2 separate regions of the Callithrix jacchus genome follow, and region 1 is linked to region 2. A link is a contact called in public Hi-C data. All regions are on one chromosome and are shown on one strand. Each heading gives the region's core, a stretch centred on a gene start, on an enhancer-like site or on the middle of the called end of the contact. The rest is flanking DNA. Distances are from core to core; before and after follow the strand shown. Region 1 overlaps NTM (neurotrimin). Region 2 overlaps NTM (neurotrimin).

What was found. A called contact is a pair of places that touch in the nucleus more often than the background predicts.
Region 1: a Hi-C map of skeletal muscle shows a contact between it and region 2, with 3 times the contacts expected there. The contact joins two enhancer-like sites. A contact is called at or near these places in 2 of 3 Hi-C or Micro-C datasets (both in skeletal muscle).

Annotation. Positions count from the first base shown.
Region 1 is chr10:31,459,845-31,465,071 of calJac240_pri, reverse strand. All of the region lies in intron 2 of NTM (neurotrimin), which reads right to left. Among named protein-coding and RNA genes, the nearest start is that of NTM, 290 kb to the right of the region's middle. Within about 2 kb of position 1,676, at least 4 of the 16 cell types and tissues checked have an H3K27ac peak or open chromatin away from gene starts, as enhancers often do. A contact at or near this core is called in skeletal muscle, where this site is marked.
Region 2 is chr10:31,296,957-31,301,992 of calJac240_pri, reverse strand. All of the region lies in intron 2 of NTM (neurotrimin), which reads right to left. Among named protein-coding and RNA genes, the nearest start is that of NTM, 130 kb to the right of the region's middle. Within about 2 kb of position 2,877, at least 4 of the 16 cell types and tissues checked have an H3K27ac peak or open chromatin away from gene starts, as enhancers often do. A contact at or near this core is called in skeletal muscle, where this site is marked.

The DNA.
Region 1 (5,227 bases), core at 427-2,926, 160 kb before region 2:
AGGCCCTACTGTGTACCAGGAGTGCTAAATACCAAAGTACAATGATGTCCCTTTCCCACTACCAGTAGTCTAGTGGAAAAAAGTATATACGAATAAGTATCCTGTCATCCAGTTAACGCCAGCCTAGAGAGCCGTGAACAAAGACAAGCTGGGTTTGAGTGTGGTCTGATGAGTGAACAGGAAGAGTCTGGGCAGAAGAGAATGTGCTGGAATCCCAGGGAGACTGAACCGGGGAGGCACTCCAGCTGTCCGGGGTGTGTGACGCGGTTTCCTCAGAGCAGCAGAGCCACACGGCACTCATTCCAGCCATTCAAGCACACCTGCGCCTGCTTCACGAAGCAGGCGCAGCTCCTCCATCCACGTGCAGTGCGGATGGACACCTGTCTCCTCTCAGAGGAGGCTTCTTTGCTCAAGTCGCCTGCCTCTGCCTTTCCCTGACTGCGGAGGCCTGGCTTGCTGACATTGCTGCCTGGACCCTGATGCAGTTGGGCCTGTGCTCTGTTTTGAGGCCTCCCCAGAGCGGGTACATTCAAGGGTCTCCTTGCTGCTCTGCTCCCGGCGGGGAGGGAGGGACAGCACCACTCAGACTTGTTCCTCCCACGTCTGCCAAGAAGGGCGGTCCTCCCGGACTCATGGTGTGGAAAGCAGAGTCCACTCCAGAAACAGGGAATTTGTGTAGAAAGAGAAAGAGAAAGGAACGGGCACGCGGAGAGGAACACAGTGAGGGCACGCTGCGGGCCCCTGGCCATCTGCTGCCAAGCGGCAGTGCAGGTGAGGGCAGCCAACAGCCAGCCCAGGGCTCTCAGGTGGAGCTGGGATGGGGGCCTCTTTGTCCGTGAGCCAAGCACCTGCTGCTGTCCAAGATTTGGAGCCCCCAAACCTTGACTCGACCTTCAAAGGGATCTTAGCTCTCAAACCAACAAATATCATTGCCCCCACCAGGTGGCCAGGTCCTTACTCCGAGGCAAGCTCCCCAGGTCCTTATTCTGAGGCAAGCTCCTGGGACACACTTCTCTTTGCCACTTTTGATACCACCTCTTTGATCAACCACCATTGATGGGCACTTTGTCACTCTCCAGTGGCCTGTGAATTTGCCCAAGGCCTCAGCTTCTTATAACGCTGACTCTTGGCGGTTTTCACGGGGCTCCGAGCCATTTGCCACCTCTGCCAAGTCACATATATGCCCAGCTCAGTGTGGGCTCCAGAGGAGGGTGAGGGCAGCCACCGGCAGGCCCTGCCAGCCCAGAGCTAACATTGCTTCAACCGCATTCTCTGCAAGCCCAGAGCTGTTAAGGCCGGTGCAAGCAGGAGCTGTGGCTGATCCCCTGAACATGCAGGTGATTTAGAAGGAAGGAGACAGGTGTCCCTGGCCTTCCATAAATAAATTGCACAGTGATGGGGTTGGGCGGGGAGGGTGAGTACAGAAACCAGATAGTGCCCCAGGGAGTCAAGGGGTGGAACTGGCCTTCCGGGCTGATTATGCTTCTGCCCGGGGGAGATAGAAATGGCTCCTTCCTGGCATCCATAAAGTTGCTGAGTGCAGACCTTACCTAGAAAGGCAAGAGCCAAAAACCTCCTAGTAAGTTCTTGAGCAGAGCCTATTAGGGAGGAGTTCCTGGCGCTTTTGCTAGGAGAGAATCAGGGCTGGGAGGAACGGTCAGAAGAAAGATGATGGGGGCGGGAAAAAGTGAACGGAAGATGGAGTGAGGAAGGACAGAGCAGGAGGAAGAGGGAGAGCATCGGCAGACAGTGAAGCAGAGGGAAGGATGTCTGCTTTCAGAAAGGGCTGGAGGCTGAATTTCCTGGGAGCCTCCTGGGCCCCAGGCCTGTAGCATCTACTGAATGAACACTAGGATTGCTCAGTGAGGGACCAGATGGGCAGGGGATGGCTCTCATCACACAGACACCTCGCTGGGCAGTGTCAGAGGTGGTTTTAGCCTAGATCTGAGATCTCCAAGAAGGGCTGTAACTCCCGGACAGCACCTGTGTCTGAGAAACAAACCTCCCTGATCCAGTGGGGTAAAGGAGCAGGTGAGGTAGGGAGCAGAAGGGGACACAGTGGTCCTAGACCTCAATGCTCAAGCCTGTCTCCTGCCCCAGTGCCTCGTGTCTGTTTCCTTGGCCTCACCCCAGCCCCACTAGAGCCTCCATTCCAGGTAGAGACTGAGCAGCTGGCAGAGAAGGCCCAGCCCCGACGAAGCCCTGCTCTCCAAGCCGTTTTGCCACGGCACTCGGAAATGGGAATGAAGCAGACAGCCACAGAATAATAAATGAACACAGGCGTGCATTCCTTAGCAAAATAAATAAATGTATAAGAAAAAAAGAAAAAAAAGAAAAGATTTGAGGGCATTTTTTTTTCTGTTTTTTCCTTTTTGGTTCATTTTGCTTAAAATCTAAGAACTACTTTTTGCCAAAAGAAATGAGTGTGGAGTGAGTACTGGACGTGGTGGGAGAAGAGCTTTTGGGGTGCTTTCTCTTATCTTGCAGTGAGGCAGCCGATGTGATATTTTAATAGGGAACTCATTTTAATAGCCTACAAATGAGAAGTCAGAGACAATTAAAATTCATTTCCAATTAATTGTTTTTTCTTCTCTCATTACCAAGAGTTGCCAGTCAGACACCAACAAAGCCTTCAAAACAAAAGCAGCTCCCAGCCTCCGCTTCAATCTGATGCCACCTGGAAGGAGACTCCAGATTGCATCAGTATCTTTGCTTCAAACTTCTCTCCCTTCAGCAAATGATTTCCCCAACCCCTTTGCAGGCAACAGATAGCTCAAGTCTTCAGAAGCTGGGACCCTCTACGCCGTGCAGTCACGGACAAGTTCATTACCATGGCACTGCAGGAGGCTTTTTTATAGTTTTTAATTCTGGTTTATTTGTTCTCCTGAGGAATGGTCTCAGCAACCGCATTTCTTGAGACTGATTTAGCTTCCTCCCTTTCCCTCACCACCCCCCTTCTGTGCTGTGACCAACAATCCAGGCTACGAAAACAGCCTAAGATGACAGACCCTCACCTGAGCCGGGAGCCAGAGCCTCAGTGCCCCCACGGCTGAACTGCTGAGTGACGTTGCTCTCCCCCCTCACCTGTGCAATAAGGGAGCCTCCTTCAATGTCTCCAACATGGCTTCCAGCTCTACAACCTTTACTCTGCATTAAAAACACATTAGCAATGGCATCCATGGAACATTTAATGGATGCCAAGTATCTTACACACACACCTCACTTGATGCTCATAAAACACCTCCTTAACCAGATGCCTCTGCTATCCACCAATTCTCAGAGGAAGAAATGGACTATGGGGCTTTTCAAAACATGCCGAGCCAGGGTTTCAGCGTGGCTGATTCCAGAGCCCGACCTCTTAACCTCGATTTCCTCCATGGCTTTGATCTCTGACTCCTTTAAAGATGCCAGAATTCCTGGAAAACCCCCAGCCTTGTTCTTCCCCACCTCCCTCGTCTCTCTCTCTTTGAAAGGGGGGAATGTTCTAGTTAAACTCTTCACCTCACCTGGATCTTGATGACTAGAGTGGACTGCCCTGAGTGACCAACCCTACAGGATGCAGAGAAGCTGGGGCGGAGACACTACCACATCTCTTCTGGTACAAAACCCAGAGGGGCATGTCCGCTTCCCTGAGTTCCAGCCCCTTTTGAAAGCACAGCTGGTCCTCTGTGCTCCCCCTACTGACCACCACCAGTGGAGCAAGTCTCCCCAGGGGCGAAAGTTCTCACTGAGCCTTACCTTATTATTATTATTGTTGTTGTTTGAGATGCCTCGTAATAACTGGGATAGGTTTCTTAGGAAGCCAAATAATGGGATGCATTTCCACCCTGGCTTTATAATTAATGTTTGCATCATTTATCTTTCGCGGAAAGATTATTCTGACTAACGAGGTTCTGGGCCACTAATTCATTACACTGCCTTGTCACTTCCTGCTCCTTCTTATTACCCAGAAATAGACTCATTAGTCAGAGTTCAATGACAGGGAGAAATTGTGTTCCTTAATTTAATTCCCTCACTCACTTCTGGGCCCCATGTTTGTCCGAAATTGGGGATTAGAAGGGGGGAGATATGAGTCATCCTAAGTCTCTGCTTCAGACTCATTATACCTCCCCTCTTGCTCCTGTCCAACAAGGAAAGGGCCAGGAGAGCTTGTTGTGGCTACACGGGTGCTGTCCTTTCTCCACTCAAAGCTACAAGCAGGTGAAGGGACACAGCCCAAGCACTTAGGGACTTGTAACAAATAATCAAGGTTTTTTTTTGTTTTTTTTTTTAATCTCCACTCATAATTAGTAGTACTACCTGGGAATCCTTCCTTAGGAATATCCAGAAATTGCCGATAGCAAATGCGATAGAAGATATTTATAGATATACAGAGAGGTAGATACACACAAACACACAGGTAGAGAGGTAGATATACACGCCCACATACATGCACGACACAAAGTGCTTCCAAAGTCCTCTGCCATGAGAACGTAAGGTGTTACAATAAAGAAATGAACAGCCCAGGCTTGCGTTCCATTGGCATGTGTTCAAATCCTGCCTTTTCTCATGCGAGTTGCAAGGCCTTGTTCAAGATACTTAACCTCACCCGGCTGCAGCTTCTCAACCACAAAACAGGCATGACAAAAGCTATCTCTCATCATTATGAGGCTCAAGTGGCACAAGGCACTAGAAGTGGATTGCACAGTGTGTAGCAACTGTGACTATTAGGAACCTGGAAGAAAGGTGTCCTTGGAGTTCAACTAATCAAAACCTCGCAGTGGGAAGAGGGGCGTCTCCAGGCAGTGGGTCCCAATTCTGGCAGCACAGAGGAGGCACCTGAGGATGCCCAGGCCCACCCAGACTGTTTGAGTTGGAATCTGAGGCATGCGGGGAGGGAGTTCATGGGTTTAAAATGCTCCTCCATGGTTCTAAGGTGAGGTCAGCATGAGAAGCCCTCAAGGTCTTGAGAACTGCGATGTTTCACTCCTGGACTGTTCCTATTGAGAGAAGCCTGAGGCCAAACACTTGCTCACTGCTGTAAGGCAGAAAACTTTCTCTGGGTCCCTCCAAGACCAGGATTAGTACTCATGTGATTCCAGGTTCTGGTAAGCTCACTGGGGGCAAAAGCAGGTGTATCACCTGGTGTCATGGGGCTGCTACCCTACAGGGGAGCTGGAATCAGATCACCAATGAATGCTTACATACAAAGCAAAAACAAATGTACGGAAGGAAAAGGGTGGATTCA
Region 2 (5,036 bases), core at 1,628-4,127:
GTGATGATAGGCTATCCTCATTGTCTTAGTACAATGTAAGGCCAGGGAAGAATTTTCTTATATCTGGGAGAAAAAGGCAGCCTAAGTTAGGAGAAGAACTGCAGAACCAGAAGAACTTATAGACATACAACACCAGCAGAGTAAAGGGAGGCCAAGGCGGAGTTCTTGGGCATGAGCCCATGCATGATGATACCAAAACCAGGTGGTCTTTGGGGAAACCACCAACCCATAAGCAACCCCAAAGCCCCAACTTCAGATCAGTCATCAGGGAAGCTTTCCATCTGAGGCAGTGTGACCTTGAGGAGGAAAGGAGCATCCTCCTGGAAGAGGCAACATGGTGTAGAGGCGAGGGGACAGATTGGGTTTGAAAATGACAAAATCTTGCGTTTGAGTATTAACTGAGCAAATTTCAACTGATGTTCCCTGCAACAAGTTATATAAGGCCTCCAGTGTTATTTTTCATCTCTGAAATGGAACGAATATAATCTGCCCCTTTGATCTTTCTGACTTATTCTAGTGATCAAAATGAGAGGTTGTCTATAAACAGCATATGGATGTAAGGAACCTAGCTTCACAACGAACCCAGGCTTAGAGAGTCATTCATCTGAACATGACATGTCTATGTAAATATCTGTCTTTGTGAACAATTATTTTACCCTAGGGCATCTATTTTAACTCCAGCAACAAGATGGGCTTTACTGCATTTTCCTTTTCCTTAATATCTACTGTGAGTTTTTCTCTGGGCTCTGTTCCCCTGGGCTTAAAAGGACATCAGTACCTGCTTTTGGCAGATATCCTTAGGTCTTGTGTCCAAGAGCCCTCAGAAACAGAGGCCTTAGAAATCCAAACTGCAAAAGCAGAATCAATGAAGAGCACTTTTCCCAGGGGCCTGCTGCCTCCTTCCCATCAAACTTCTGTGGTTTCTCTGAGGCCCTGGGCCTGTGCCCTGCCCCATTTTCATGATTTAGCGACACTCCCTGGCAGAGATAGTAACTCATCCTAAGAACTAGAACCTGGGCAACCCTCAGAGGGCCCCCCCCAGGCTGCCAGCACTGGAGGCAGCCAACCTTCTCCCTGTGGCCACCTCCTCCTCCTCCTCAGAGTGAGTTGGCAGGATTTATAGGGCTGTCCCAGCGACACGCCATCTCAGTAACTGCAGAATGGCAGTTGTAAAAAATCCCATTTGCCAGGGTATTAGAATCCCATTAGCACTCCCGATGGAGAAATAACCCCGACCCTTCAGAAGGAATTAAAGATATTCAGGCACCAGCATTTGGAGTGTTATAGGCCCTTCCCCAGTTTGGCTGATCACACCAACAGACATAAAGCCACAGGCACCAGATGTCCTTGGTCCATAAACCCCCTGAGAAAAGCCCTCAGAATGATGTATGAAAAGGACCTGGAGTTCCACAAATAGGCTTGGAAATAATCACAAGGAGTAATTGACACAGACCTCCCTGATTTGTCTATGCTTGAGAATGAGTCATTGTAAGGGAAGCCAGCTTTAATTCAACCATTCCCTTACAACCTCTTAATATCCTCTTCTCTCTCCCCTTCATCCTAACTCCATTTCGGGAGTGATAACTGACATCAGACAGAAACACTGACAGGCTTCTCACAGGTATGACTGTCAAAACAGAATCACCAACCAGAAAAAAGGCAATAACAGAGGTATGTTTTTACAACATCTGGGTGAATCATCTCACTTTGTAAATCTAAGAAATAGAGGCCCAAAGAGGTGAAGTAACTTGCATGAGACCTCACAACTAGTTAAATAGAAGCCTGCATTCTGGTGTTCCTACTGCTATACTTCCCTCTAGGAAGGGAAGGTAGTTCTCAACTGAGTTTGGTCTTCTGCACCCTGGGCATTTCTTATCATAGGCTCTGAACCTGCTGAGTGGCCACCTTGTCCTTTCTATAGGTGTGAGCACGTGTGTGTGTGAACACTGATTAGCACACTCTACCATGGTGGTGAAGGACTGATGTGTGGGAAGCCAGTTATAGAACCTAAATTTGCCAGCTGCCAGCTGTGTGATTCAGTACAAATTATGCTCCCAGTTTAGACCTCAGTTTCCTCATCTGTCAAAGGGGGTAAATAATAGCAGGATGTCAATGTCAGCATCTTGGGAATCTTGTTAAAATCTCAATTCTGACGGAAAAGGCTTAGGGACGGAGACTGAGATTCAGCGTTTGTAACTATTCCCAGGTAATGCTGATGCTGCTGTTTGGGGGCCCATACTCTGATGATCAAAGTCATTAAGACTTGTAAAAATTAAACCCAATGAAATATGTAAAATCCTTAACACAGTGAGAATAATTATTCAATAAAAGATAGTTGTTAGCATTACATGTTTGATAATTATTATAAGGTATAGATTAAAGAACATTTTTAAATCCCTACTTTGTGCTGTGAGCTGAGCTTCACACAGACATCTTATCATCAAAACCTCAAACCACTCCTGGGAGACAGGTGATAGTACCCCTATTTCTTAGATGTGGAGAATGACTCAGAGAGATTCATGACTTCCTGACTGTCAGGTAGAAGGTAGGTTTCATGACTCTGGGACCATCACTCTTTCCACTGCAGGATACCCCATTGCGGTATAGAGGAGCACCCAATGCTCATGTCGGCAGCCTCTGCCTGTTGTCCAGCCAGGTCAGATAGTGCGGAGGAGAGGGTGGGTTGATTTCAGAAAGAATCAACAGATTGTGGATTCGGAGGCATGACAGCCAAGTGCCAAAAGAGGAGAGAAAGCTTCCACCAGGCTGGAGTGAGGTGCAGGCAGGCATATGTACATGCAGGAGGAGCGGACAGGGTGGGCGGCTGATGGATGCACATGCAGGAAATTTACAGATCAATCAATAGACAGAGATCCAGGGAGTCTGGCAGCTGACAGACACGCGGGGGCACGCTGACACCCAGATGGCCATGGAGCCTGCAGACCAGGAAGCATTTGGAAAGACCATCAATGCAGGTCGAGGTAGACTAGCCCAGAGACAGAGCAGCGGCACACACAATTTTGGTAACACCATCTGGGGTTGAGAGAACCCCAGTGCTGTGTGAAATGGACTCCAAATTCTATTTGGAGCTGGAAACGGGTGGTGTGGTATGCTGTTATTTTAAATCCCTTCCAATTCTCTGCCAAGAAACTCGATCCGGGAAAGCCATTCCTGCCAAGCCCCAGGGATTTACCAGGGCTGAGCTGGGTAGCTGCAGTTCTATCTGATTTATGGCAGGTGGGGGCAGCCGAGAGCCACCAAATTTGAGGGTATCCCCATGTCAGGAGAGGAGAGGTGTTTGTGTTTTTCCTGGGAACGTGAGCCCAAGGGGTCTGCATTCTCAAATTAGAGTGGGAACAGGCAACCAAAATAGGCTGAATTCAGGTATGCACTGTGCAAGAAGAGAGCAGAAGGGTGAGGACAGAGGTGGCTGGTGGAGCTTGAAAGGGGCCTGCAGGGAGATGTGGAGGGACAAGCCACAGTGTCTAGAAGCACGGGCCTGGTGGGAGCTGGTACGGTCAGGTGGTCCTGGATGAGCAGCCCTCAGGAGTGTGGGTCAAAGAGAGCTGGACCAGCACCTTTTCTGGAATCCTATTCTCTTATAAGGCCATAACTTTGACCTTCATGCTCTGACCTGCCTGTCCTTAAAGTACTAACAGTCCTAACGAAGGTAGTGCAGGGGTTGTTGATGGCATTTGAGTTAATTCCTACCCCAGTTAACTTCACCTTTAATAGAGCAGCCAAATGAATTAGAGTAACATGCACAGCCATACCACCTAGCCTGAGTTTAAATGTGTAACCTCAGTGGGGCATGGTGGCTCACGTCTGTAGTCCTAACACTTTGGGAGGCCAAGGCTGGAGAATCACTTGAGTCCAAAAGTTTAAGACTGGCTTGGGCAACACAGTGAGACTCTCTATGAAAAAAAAAAAAAAAAGTAGCCAGGAATAGTGGCATGTGCCTGTGGTCTCAACGGATTCAGAAGGCTGAGGTGGGAAAATTCTGTGAGCTGTGAGCTGTGACTGTGCTGCTGCACTCCAGCCTGGGCAACAGAAACAGAGTGAGACCTTGTCTCCAAAACAAAAAGGTATAACCTCAAGTATCAAGTGGGCTTGATATCACCCAATGATCCCAGTCCATTTTCCTGGTACATGTGCTCTTCTTTCCTCCAGAGGAGGCCCTCTGCCCTCTTCTCTTTCTAACCCTCCCTCCATGAGAACCTGACTTTGCTGCTCCTCCTCCTCCTCTTCCTCCTCCTCCTCCTCCTCCTCCTCCTCCTCCTCCTCCTCCTCCTCCTCCTCCACCACCACCGCCACCGCCTCCTCCTCCTCCTTCTTTTCTTTTTCTCCTTCTTCGACAAAAGAGTCTCACCCTGTCGCCAGGCTGGAGTTCAGTGGCGCGATCTCAGCTCACTGCAACCTCTGCCTCCTGGTTTCAAGTGATTCTCCTGCCTCAGCTCCCAAGTAGCTGGGATTACAGGCATGTGCCACCACATCCAGCTAATTTTTTTATTTTTAGTAGAGACAGGGTTTCACCATGTTGGCCAGGATGGTCTTGATCTCTTGACATTGTGGTTCAGCCGCCCGGGCCTCTCAAAGTGATGGGATTACAGGCATGAATCACCAGCCTGGCCTGAAGAACCTCACCTCTTACATCACTGCAGAGCCAGGAACAATCAGAAGGAAACTGTAACACTCAACCTTTCCCCCCCAGATCTACCCTGCAAGTTCCTGCTCTAACCTCTCTTCTTATTTCTGCTGAGTAAAGCTGGCCTACCTGCAGAAAGCCCCTTCCCGGTGCACAGGATTGCATAGTCCTCCCATGCCTTCTCGAGGCACGGGACTGGCTCTCATTCCTTTGTACCCTTTTATCAGCAGCTTCCTTGGCAGTGATATTACTTGTCAAAGAGAAGAAATAATTCCTAAAACAATAGAAGATAAGCAAAATGATAGAAGTGTGGATACAGCTGACATAGAAGTAGACACTAAACCCACAGGGTAAATACAGAGGGGTGAAGGGGAACCTAATCACAGCGGGT